2 separate regions of the Triticum aestivum genome follow, and region 1 is linked to region 2. Evidence: chromatin contacts called from public HiCAR-type data. All regions are on one chromosome and are shown on one strand. The core of a region is the stretch at or near the end of the contact, and the rest is flanking DNA. Distances in the headings are between cores, read along the strand shown. Region 1 holds the start of LOC123139697 (cytochrome c1 2, heme protein, mitochondrial). Region 2 holds the start of LOC123135007.

Evidence for each region. HiCAR-type assays count read pairs that join an accessible place to other places.
Region 1: a HiCAR-type map of leaf shows a contact between it and region 2, with 5 times the contacts expected there. The contact joins the promoter of LOC123139697 here to the promoter of LOC123135007 in region 2. A contact is called at or near these places in 2 of 5 Hi-C or Micro-C datasets (leaf and an unstated tissue) and 1 of 1 datasets of contacts at active chromatin or transcription factors (leaf).

The regions. Positions count from the first base shown.
Region 1 is chr6B:703,472,753-703,478,147 of IWGSC CS RefSeq v2.1, forward strand. LOC123139697 (cytochrome c1 2, heme protein, mitochondrial) reads left to right here and starts at 3,748. Exons shown (of 3, transcript XM_044559428.1): 1 at 3,748-4,029; 2 at 4,116-4,341; 3 at 4,436-4,753. The coding sequence starts at 3,974. The coding sequence ends at 4,585. It overlaps LOC123135010 (a long non-coding RNA gene), which reads right to left and starts at 2,918. Exons shown (of 4, transcript XR_006465795.1): 1 at 2,746-2,918; 2 at 2,576-2,643; 3 at 2,388-2,460; 4 at 2,084-2,227. It also overlaps a transcript of LOC123139695 not described here.
Region 2 is chr6B:703,302,967-703,308,259 of IWGSC CS RefSeq v2.1, forward strand. It overlaps LOC123135007, which reads left to right and starts at 3,253. Exons shown (of 2, transcript XM_044554142.1): 1 at 3,253-3,523; 2 at 3,619-4,143. The coding sequence starts at 3,314. The coding sequence ends at 3,786. It overlaps LOC123135008, which reads left to right and starts at 5,229. Exons shown (of 3, transcript XM_044554143.1): 1 at 5,229-5,293.

The DNA.
Region 1 (5,395 bases), core at 2,498-4,997, 170 kb after region 2:
CATACTTTGATCCGGATCTTGAAAGCGGGTCGAGTTGAAGGGTTGTGGCTAGGCAACTGTCTAGTGCGGTTGAACGCAAAGCGGCTGGATGCATCGAAACCAGTGTGCGGGTGTGGCCGGAGGAGAGGAGAGGAGAGGAGCGGCAGGACATATGGACGCAGGAAATAAGTGTTGGAAAGATTGAGATGGGAGGTACTCCTACACAACAAGGGGGTCGATTCCAGAGAGTTCGAGCGACACAGGAACACAATTTGAGTCTTTGGACTTTGGAGGCGCTCAGGCCGTTGCTTTCACAAAACCCAGCAAGGATCTAGTCAAAATCAGTGACTCAATCCAAAAGTGACCCTCAATCGACTCCCAGGGTTCCCATCCCTATGGAGCTTAGTGAGTTAGGAGATTCGTGTATGTATTTTCTTCATGACACACTAATTTATTGAATCGACCATGCTCGAACAATACTTTCATAAGTAAACAGTTGCAAATGAGCACTCATGTAGGTATAGTTCTTATCACCACCGTCTAGTTTCACCGAGATCTGTGCAGAGGTCAACTAATGTCAAACGTTTTGTGGGCATCTATTCTATTATCAGGGCTTAACTTTGTGCAAATGTGGTAATTTAGACCATATTCCTATATACACTTGTGGCCATGCCCATGTTTGTGCATTGTGCGTCGTTGTGCTAATGTGAAGCGGAGGCACATGAATTAGTGATTCATGCCCCACTTCTTTTCGTTGCCAATCTCTTTTCTGTAATAAAGACCAGGAAACAATATGCTACTCTATATACTACTCCCTCCGTCCCGAATAACTTGTCGCGGAAATAGATGTATCTACACATATGTTTAGCTCTAGATGCATCATTTCTATCCATTTCTGTGACAAGTAATTCGGGACGGAGGGAGTAATAATTATGGTTCAGTAAGATCAAATACTTCATTTTTTGTGTGAAAAATATCAAACACTATATTTTGATTTTCTCTAACTCACCCTAGCTTTGGAACTCCCTCACTTCTCATGCTTCATACCGGAGAATACTGTGCTTTGTCTGCAATTTTATTTTTGTAAGCAAGGAGGTTGTATGTCACCTTTCTCTCTCCCTCACATGGAGTGATGTGTACATGCATGTTGCCCTCTACCACTGCTAGAGAAAGTACATGCAACGGTGGGACCAGCCCAACATTAGCAACCTACTTGCAATTACTACACTAAGTCAAATTGCAAGTACTACACTAAGTCAAAGTGACACTTGCAATTTGACTTTAGACCATAACAACACACACCTAGTTCACACAGATCCCAATAGCGTGCAACCTTTACACGAGCTTAAAAAACCACTCGTTTTAAGAACAATCGTACATTCTAGTGGCTTTCAAATGCGTATGGTTAGTACCATAGCGTTTTCTAGGTGTATTGCCACTTAAATCAGATGTTATGCCATTGCAAACATTTTCTAGATTGTCGTCGATCTATGATAATTGTGGTCCATTTCTTTCTACTATGGGCTAATAATAAGATGTGCACACGAAATTGGGGTGCACATTCCGAGTGCAACAACTGCATATTTGCATTCGCAACTATAGGATCCTTTGGGTTTGAATCAAGATCATCTATTACCAGTGCAGTCCCACATTCAAGTGCAACAACAACATATTTGCCATTGCATATTTGCCTGGTATAATTTAGAGTAAATTCCGGTTTTTACCCCCTATTTTTACATTTTTGACAATAATTACCCCGTTTAGCGAGATTTCATCCGTTTTACCCAATTGAGCAAAAGTGTTGCCACAGTTTACCCAGTTTAATATTTTATAAGCATTCTGACACGCTGGTCCAATTGTGTTACCATGTTTGATATTTTTGGAGTTGATGGTATTCTCCTATTATTTATAAATCAGATCATTCTCCTATTATTTGCAACAGATCATGGAAATACACTACTATCAAAATTTATTAATATAGACTACAGATTGCTCCGGGTTCACATGTTGAAAACAGGTTGAATGATGCTTCCCATTTATAGATAGCACCAGGACCTTATAGTACAGCTGAATAACATCACATATATAGATAGCTTCACTAGTTCACAACTGCAGAAGCTTCAGAATACACCAAACAGTAGCAGTGGCACATACACCTTGTCAGTCTTCACCTTTCTTAGCTCCTACACCTTGCAAAGCTCTCCATCTAGGATGCTAACATCATCTTGTCCTCCATCACTTCCAGGAGCTGTCACAAACCACAAAAATCATCCTCCATCTATGCGCCTTACAACCACTGAAGGAGATCTAGGTTACTCTAAAATATATTCTGATAAAGGTTTATCAAACTGAAGAAGTAAAAGAATTCCAATATTCAAAATGTTGAAAAACACTTTAAATCAATGTACCTCAATTACAGAAGGGTGATATATATAGACATGATCTTCTAATAAGCATCTTAATTTTGTCCGAATTAAACGCCTAACCAGCAAATGCATGAGTCAGGAAAATTTTAGAATACACAAATTGCTGTAATAGAGATGGTCAAAATCATGTGGAATGGGGTATGACTGAGAGGGCTTGTTTGTTCACCAACCTCGCTGATTTGTTGGACCAGACGTCGCCATAGAACCGCCATCAACTGAGCACAGACTAATAGGGTCCCTGCTATGTCGCCAAAGTAGGAAGAAGAACTAAGCACAACCTGATGCGGTCACATACATGATTAGTTTTTTAAGTATATCAAATTCAGAGGACTACGCCGACGTCAGCGAACTTGACGGGACCATCGGATTCCACGAGGTCATTTCTTGCCATGATGTTGTGGCCATACAGCCCGGCCCGAGGAGGTATGAAAGCGCATGGCCAGGACCTCAGCACCCGCCACCGTCGCCGTCATCGTCGCCACTGCTTGACAATCCTGAGCAACGATTGGGGGCGAGCAACGCAAGCGAGAACCGAGTAGAGGCGAGCATGGCGCTCGCCGCTCGGCCGACTCGCACGTTGTGCGTTGGACGCGATGCGAGTGATCACCATCAGGCTGTCCTGGTCGGTAGAAGCTACGAGGACTGGTTCGGCAGGGAGAAAAATAGGCAATAAAAAACCATTGATGTGGCATGCCAGCTGGACCAGACAATTGAAACTTGTCGGCCAGAACACAAAATCTCGCTAAACAGGGTAAATTCTGGCAGAACTTTTGCTAAATGGGGTAAAACGGACAAAATCTCGCTAAATAGGGTAATTAGTGTCAAAAATGTCAGAATAGAGGGTAAAAACCAGAATTTACTCTATAATTTATGTTGGCTCGCTGTTTTATTTTGGATCCAAGAAAGACCTCTGTACCTAGTTGGAACGGCGATAATGATAGTTTGTTTTCTAATTAATGGCACCGTCGTGAGCCTAGATTTTAAGGCAAATATGGCACCGCCGAGTCTGGTTCGGATGTGATTTGCACAACCCTACGTGGGGACTTTTCACGACATATTGATTTCCAACCTACTTCTTCCGTGCCATGGACTTTACCCTGTTTATGTTGAAGATGGGACATGTAACGTTTTAACAAATCAAGTAGTAATGAGACACTTATTTTGGGACGGATTGGGTATCTACCAGGTACAAAGTCGTGCACACCAACGTGATGGCTTTAATTCTTCCACAGAAGAGAAGTTTTCGGTACTATATGCTCGGCAATGCTCTTGCAACCCGCATTGAGAAGAAGAAAACGGCTTTTTCCCGTAGCAGAAAGGCGCCTTCCCCATGGCGTAGCGTAGCGAGCAGTGTGCGTACACGTCGCCCCAATCCAGAACCCAGCGCGCTCCGCCACACTCCCACCGTCCCGACGACCCACTCACCACACCACACCACACCACACTTATCTGCAGAGTGAGCCGCCGCAGCAGCGCCCGCTCGCAGACACGCTATCCACCTCCAACCACGCCGGCGGCCACACGCACAGACGCACTTGCGCCGGAGCTCAGGTCAGGCGAACGTTCCAATGGCGGCCGCGCCGACGGGGGTAGCGTGCCCGGTCTACCCGTGGCCGAGCGACGCGTAAGCACGCCACCAACGCTCACTGAGCTCTTCTTCTGAACATCTCGTGGGGGGCTGATTGCTGGCTGGTTGTGATGGACTCGCAGGGCGCAGCGCGGGGCCAAGGTGTTCATGCAGAGCGACTGCGCGGCGTGCCACTCCGCGCTCCCCTACGCCGGCCTCCGGGGAGCCGCGGTGCCGGGCCAGGACGCGGTGGCCAGGACGGCCGAGATCCTCGTCGCCGAGGAGGCGCGGCCGGCCGGGATGACGACGACGCCGCTCCATGGCGCCGCCGCCGCGCAGACGCCGGACCTCGCCACCGTCGCCACAAGAGTAAGCGCACTATCTCGCTGCTGCTGCATCACCATTCTGGCATCTACAATGACTAGTACAGTATGTGTTTCACACTGTACGTTCTTCTGAACAGATCCAGGGCGGGCTGCGGTGCAACCTGTACTCCGCCGGGACGGCGGCGACGCCCGTTAGGGCGATGCTCGCCGGCGGCGCCGCGGCGTGCCAGGAGCTCAAGAAGAGCCCCGTCTGGCTGCAGTTTGCCCAGGCTTTCCAGGCAGCTTGATGGGATGGACCCATCTTCAGTGACACGACCTGCTATGCCCAAGCTTGCCTCATCTCTGTGTCCAAGATGTATGTCTGTAACATATGTATAAATCACATCACATTGCACCTTGTGCTGGATCAAGTAGCATCGAAATAAAGCACTCCTGTGCAGCCGTTCCAAGTTAAATTCAACTCATGCGTTCCAGACAGGCCGTGAGCAGCAGCCTATATGCTGTGACAATAATGGCGATATCATTCATGACAGGTTTGCAGTACAGGGAGATGTCAGGAGCTGCAGAGAGGTAAACACAACAAAGCCTCCTAACCAGTGAGCACCATCAGATCAAAGGTGAAAAACAGGTCAGCCATGTATGGCGGCACTGCCGTCGACGAAACATACATAAACTAAAATTTGACCATTGTTTGGTATCAAGAAAGAAATGTTCGGCGTTCCAAATCAAACATCTATGTAGCAAAGTCAGCCAACAATAATTACAGTGCCTGAAAAAGATCACCCGAGACAAAAATTAGATTAGGCTATGATCCTCATTTTCTGAGCTACTCTTGTCTCGATCTAATCAGCTCCGTTTGTTTGCGATCCCGAGGCAATGATCAGAAGCGGTCATTCCTTCTCCCGATGGCTCATTTCGGCCGAATCAGTGTCTGCTGTTTGTTCTCTGTATGCTTCCTTGTGATCCACAGCCTGCACGTTCGAATGCTGGAACCTTGGTAGCGCGCCGAGCTGCTTTAGGCTCTCGCCCTGCCTCGCGATCACCATCTCCAGGTACTTGCTGTGTTCTTCTACCTGCAGCTGCATCTTTCTTTGGAG
Region 2 (5,293 bases), core at 2,003-4,502:
TGTAGCGTCCGCGGCGTGGACTTCGCGGAGGCGGCCGCAAGGAGCTCGGCCTTCAAGCCACGACGGCTTCCGCCGGGATGCCGTGGCCGCGCCTCGGCCTTCAAGCCACAGCGGCTTCCGCCGGTATGCCGTGGCCGCGCCTCGGCCTTCAAGCCACGGCGGCTTCGGCCAGGATGCCGTGGCCGCGCCTCGGCCCTTCTGCCAGGGATGCCCAGCGCCGTTCGACGCCGTGGACGCGGGCGAACCTCCAAGCACTTAGGCCGCCGTCGGCAGCAGCGCCGCCCGTCTCCGGCGCCTTCTCCCCTCCTCCTACACCTCCCGCTGCGGCGTGCAGCAGCTGCCGCGAGCAGCAGCAGCCGCGGGGCGCAGCGGCGAGCAGTCGCCGTGGCGAGGACTTGCAACGGCGAGCATCAACATTTGCAGGCAGCCACAGCGGCGGGGAACTGCGGCGGCGAGCAGCAGCACGCAGCGATGAACAGCAACAACGGCACTCAGCAGCTGCAGGGAGGCAGCCGACGACAACCAGCCGGGAGCAAGGGCTGGATTGCTTTTCTGTTTTTAGATCGAGGGATGTGTGTGTAAATTTTTTGCCAAGTCAGCTCCTTACAGTCCGGCCCCACATGTCAGAAAATGATTAAATGGGCTAAATCACCTGTTCAGTGCAAACTACAAAATGTTTACTGAATACGCGGTGATTTTTGCAAATGATTACCGACCTGGTGGTTTTCCACAGATGAAGCCCCAAATGTGGTGGTTTTTTGCAATTCACTCTATTTATGTGTATTGGGCATTATAAATTTCAATGCATGCATATGTGGCCATGAGTATTTTTTTTAGTTGGCATGTGTACGCGCCCCTATTTTTTTTTTGAATAAAGACACCCAAAGGGCATCTTAAATCTGATTATCATCGAGGAAAACAAAGGCCAGTACACTGGATAGACAACTGGACGTAGAACGACCAGTAAAAAATAAAATTACAATAAAAAGCATACTAGTCTTCTTCTTCCTCTGATTGTACGCTGCCCGCCGGTGATTGAAAATTGCACTGAACCAATAGCAAAGAAAAGCAACACCTGCAAGTGCCCTCGCCATACAAGGCTTTGAAGACCGCAATAGCCACTCGCCCCTTGAGACGAGATCTAAAAGTCGTTGAAGCAGCATCGGCTGGAGCATCACCCCAAGCAGAACAAGCTTGCAATCCACCACCACGAGATCAGAGGGTTGGAGAAATCGGGTTAAGCCACAGAACAACACAGAAGAAGATGTCGTGGTCGCCACACCAAACGCCAGCCAAAAGTACTCCTTGAAAGACAACTCCTTGAAAGACACACAAACTGCCAAGATCTGAAGGGAACCAACCGATCTGGGGACACAAACTCTCACAGGCCCTTCGCCGGCGCCGGATCGGACATCGTCGAGGTAGAGATAGACCGGAAAGACTTTATTCCAACACGTCATCATCGCCACCACCTCGTCGATGCCGCCGAAGAAACAAAAACCTAAGAAAAATAAAACAAGACGGACGGGTCCCCACTCCTCTTGCCGCCGACAAGGCCGCCGGACGGGAAAGAGGAGGGGGACCGAGGCGGCGGCAGTAGTTGTGGCGGCGGCGGCGGGTTAGGGTTAGGAGGCGAGACGTGTCCGCGCCCCTAATTTGTAGCCAAGCAGCACAAGCACGCAGCACCAAAACAGTTTTCCCAGGAAGCAGCTCGACGTCCCGGACTTGTCACTACCGCCTCTCCATCCCTGCCCGGATGTATGTATACGATCGAGCTCACCAAAGTTGTCACCTCGGGCCCCAAAGCTTCAGGTTACTTCCTACTTTTGGAACATATTGCAGGAAACCGAAGGTGGTGGAGAATCAGTATTCAGCAACCCCATCGATTGGTGGATCGGAAACATCAGCAAGCAGGTGGCCAACAGTCGAAAGTTCAGATAAAATTAACCACAAATCGCGTCATAGGCATCTCCCACTAACTTCAGGTGTTGCATTTGCTGAACAGCAAGCAGAAGAGTTTGGCGATTTTGATGTCAACTTTGCTTTTTTCTGCTGCCATTTTAGCGGGCGTTGGCAATTTCATCATAAGTAAATAAACGATCGACGAGCTACACCTTGAAGGGCTGCAAAACAGCAAAAGTAACAGTTTTATTCCCTAACCAAAAAAGTAACAGTTTTATTACCCCAAAGTTTCAGTTCCGGTGGCAACTTTCCTGGCTCCGGTGAAATCCCTCCGTATCAAAATAAGTTTTTTATAGAAAGGGGGTTTGTCCGGCCTCTGCATCAGAGCGATGCATACGGCTATATTATTGATAACCAAAAGGTCCAACATAAGTCTTGAGGTCTCAAACAAAAAGAAAAAATGCTCACAAAGAGAATGAATGTAAAAATAGGATAGCCACAACCGGCAGACAAAACATAAGATAGAAAACTAAACACCTATCCTATTACATGATCAACATCCAAACCGGTTGAAGATAGCCCGTGCTACCGTCTTCCATCGAATAGATCCGGTAACTAAATGCTCCCTGGCCTCCGTCGGAGTGAGTAGCGACCACATATAGATGAGTGTAATGTTCCAAAGTAAGTGTCTTAACTTTTAATACAACTATTATTACAAATTTGACATACTTATTTTGAGACGAAGGGAGTATGTAACACCATTATTGAGCATATACATGCAAATTTGAGACACTTATTTTCAAATGAAGGGAGTATATAACACCATTATTGAGCATATACATGCACATGTTCTAGCTGGGAATGACCCCCTGATTTATCGCCTATACATGACATTAGGTGCTTGGCTGGCTCGTCGACGACCACACAAACACTTCCTTCTTGAATTGGGGACGGGTCCTCGGCCCGGTCCATAAATGTCAGGCCAATGTGGCGTGCACACCCAATCCAGGACAGTGTCACTGATGCTGTATACTTCATAGAATAGAATACAATATATGATTGAGTAGCTGTAGTTCACCGGCGCTTTGCTGGCTCGTCGACGGCCAGGTAAACACTTCCCCATTCGGCTGGTCTGGAGTCTAGAGAGGGCGCGACGTCACCATCGTCGGCGATATGTAGCAGATATCTGCGGCGAGCGACAGAAAACAAACCCTTCATCACTCAGATGGCAACGTATATCCACACGTGTAGGCCACACAATCATACTATCGATATAATTAAATCGTTCATAAATTTGAGTAGGTGACATATATCCTTCACCTAAGCTCTACGACTATATATAAAACCCGCTTGAGTCGTCGTACACGCCGTGCAATTCTTAATCAGGAGAAGAAAAGGAGAGCATCCAGCCATGGCAGAGGAGAGGAGCCCCCTGCACCTGCCTCGCCACAAGGAGGAGGACAAGGAGGGGGAGGAGAAGCAGCATGGCCACGACCACGGTCACAACCACAGCCACGGCCACGGCCACGACCAGCGGGAGCACGCCGGCGGGAGGGGGGTGGACATGGACCTGCCGGCGACGTACGTCAACATGGGCTCCATCGCCACCGCGGGCGTTCTCGTACGCACCGTATCGCGCACACGATTTAGCTTACTGATTCTGACGGTTTGTTTGCGACGCTCACTGGCTAGCTAGCTTCCTGTACGCGTGTGCAGGACTGGAGGTACCAGAAGGCGACAGGGGAGAAGAGGCCGGACAAGGTGATCGGATTGATCAGCGCGGAGCAGGCCAAGGAGGCCGAGCGCAGGGAGGCGGAGGAGCGCAAGGCGGAGGAGGAGGGCGGGGCCGCCTGGGCCAAGAACAAGCACGTCTACCAGTTCTGATCGATCGCCGCCGGGCGCCGCGCCCGGCCGTGCATCTCGCGGCAGATGGTGTTCTGGATGACAAAAGTTCGCGAGATGATGGTTTCTTCTACCGTGCAGACTATATAGCGTGCATGTATCCACCGCTCATCGTTACTTGGAGATTGGTGCTACGTTTTCTGGTTTTGTCAAAAGCTTGTCTTGTTTCAGAGTGCTGCATGTTGTTTCGTCGATGTCTTTTTTTCCTAAAATGTATCGTAATGTGTTGTTGTGTGCCAGTAAAATAAGAGGGTATACTTGTCAGATTTGTATGTAATTTTTCAGACGGTATGTGCTCTTGGAAGGTGAAAATAAGATGCCATCTCGCAAATTTCTATATGTTTTTAACGTCTAGTGTTTTTAACTCATTAATTTTAGCATATAAGAAAATTACCATTAAAGTTACAAGTGTTCATAGTCAAGTGGGATGCGAAATATATGCGCTCTCCAAAAGTATAGTGTAATAAGTAGGGGATGCGGAAGGCAGCTCACGACTGAAATCGAGCTACCTTACATGTAGGGTCTGCTTGGACTACAATCGTGAGCTGCCTTACCAACATATTGGTGTTGACCAACTGCATGGGCCTTCCTTTGGATTGTAACCAATTTGTTTGCTCTTCCCTGATTCTGCACTAACTTCCTATCCACTCGTCTATTTTTTTCGCCCACGCGCTGGCGAGCCCGTGGCGGCAAATTTTTCCGCCAATAATTTGGCGTAACCAACTTTGGCGTGGCTAGTACAGGCGCTATCCAAACACACTCCTAGTCCCCCATTTGCATAAAACGCATTCTGCACCGGAAATCCTTGAACAACTAGGTCAAAACATGGTAAATCTCACTCGAACAACTTAGTTTTCACAGTGGATCGAAGCACATGCACGCACGCAAGAAGATGCTTTGACCTTTCGGTAGGGACGCATCGTCGAAAATCCTGAAATAAATCCAGAATAATGCAAGCATCATGACTTAAACCCTGGTGGGGTGAGATACTACTATCTCTCTAACCATCCAACCATGGATTGGTTCGCGTGGTAAATCTCACTTGGACAGCTGGTTTTCACAGTGGACCGAAGCACATGCACGCACGCAAAAAGATGTTTTGACCTTTTGGTAGGGGCGCAAGGATGCATCCTGATCGGGTGACTGGATCTTAATCTTTTGTCTTGACTACTACGTGTAGCAAGTGGCATGCATGTATGCATCCTCCAAGACAGACAACCACTCCCCAACCGACGACCTAGATGGATTTTATATACTCCTCTCATACCGAGCACATCCAATGCATGCATCGCCACTCTTCTGAGTTCTGACAGATGTTAATATATGCATGCACGCGACTTGCACGCTGATTAGTATATGAACCCTGCAGATCTAGATGGATCGGATCGAGCCTGCAGATAACAGTTTATAAAGCAGCACGAGCTCAGCATATATACAGCTCGAGCTCCAGCAGACCCACACAAAACCTACTCGTACACGCAAATCACAA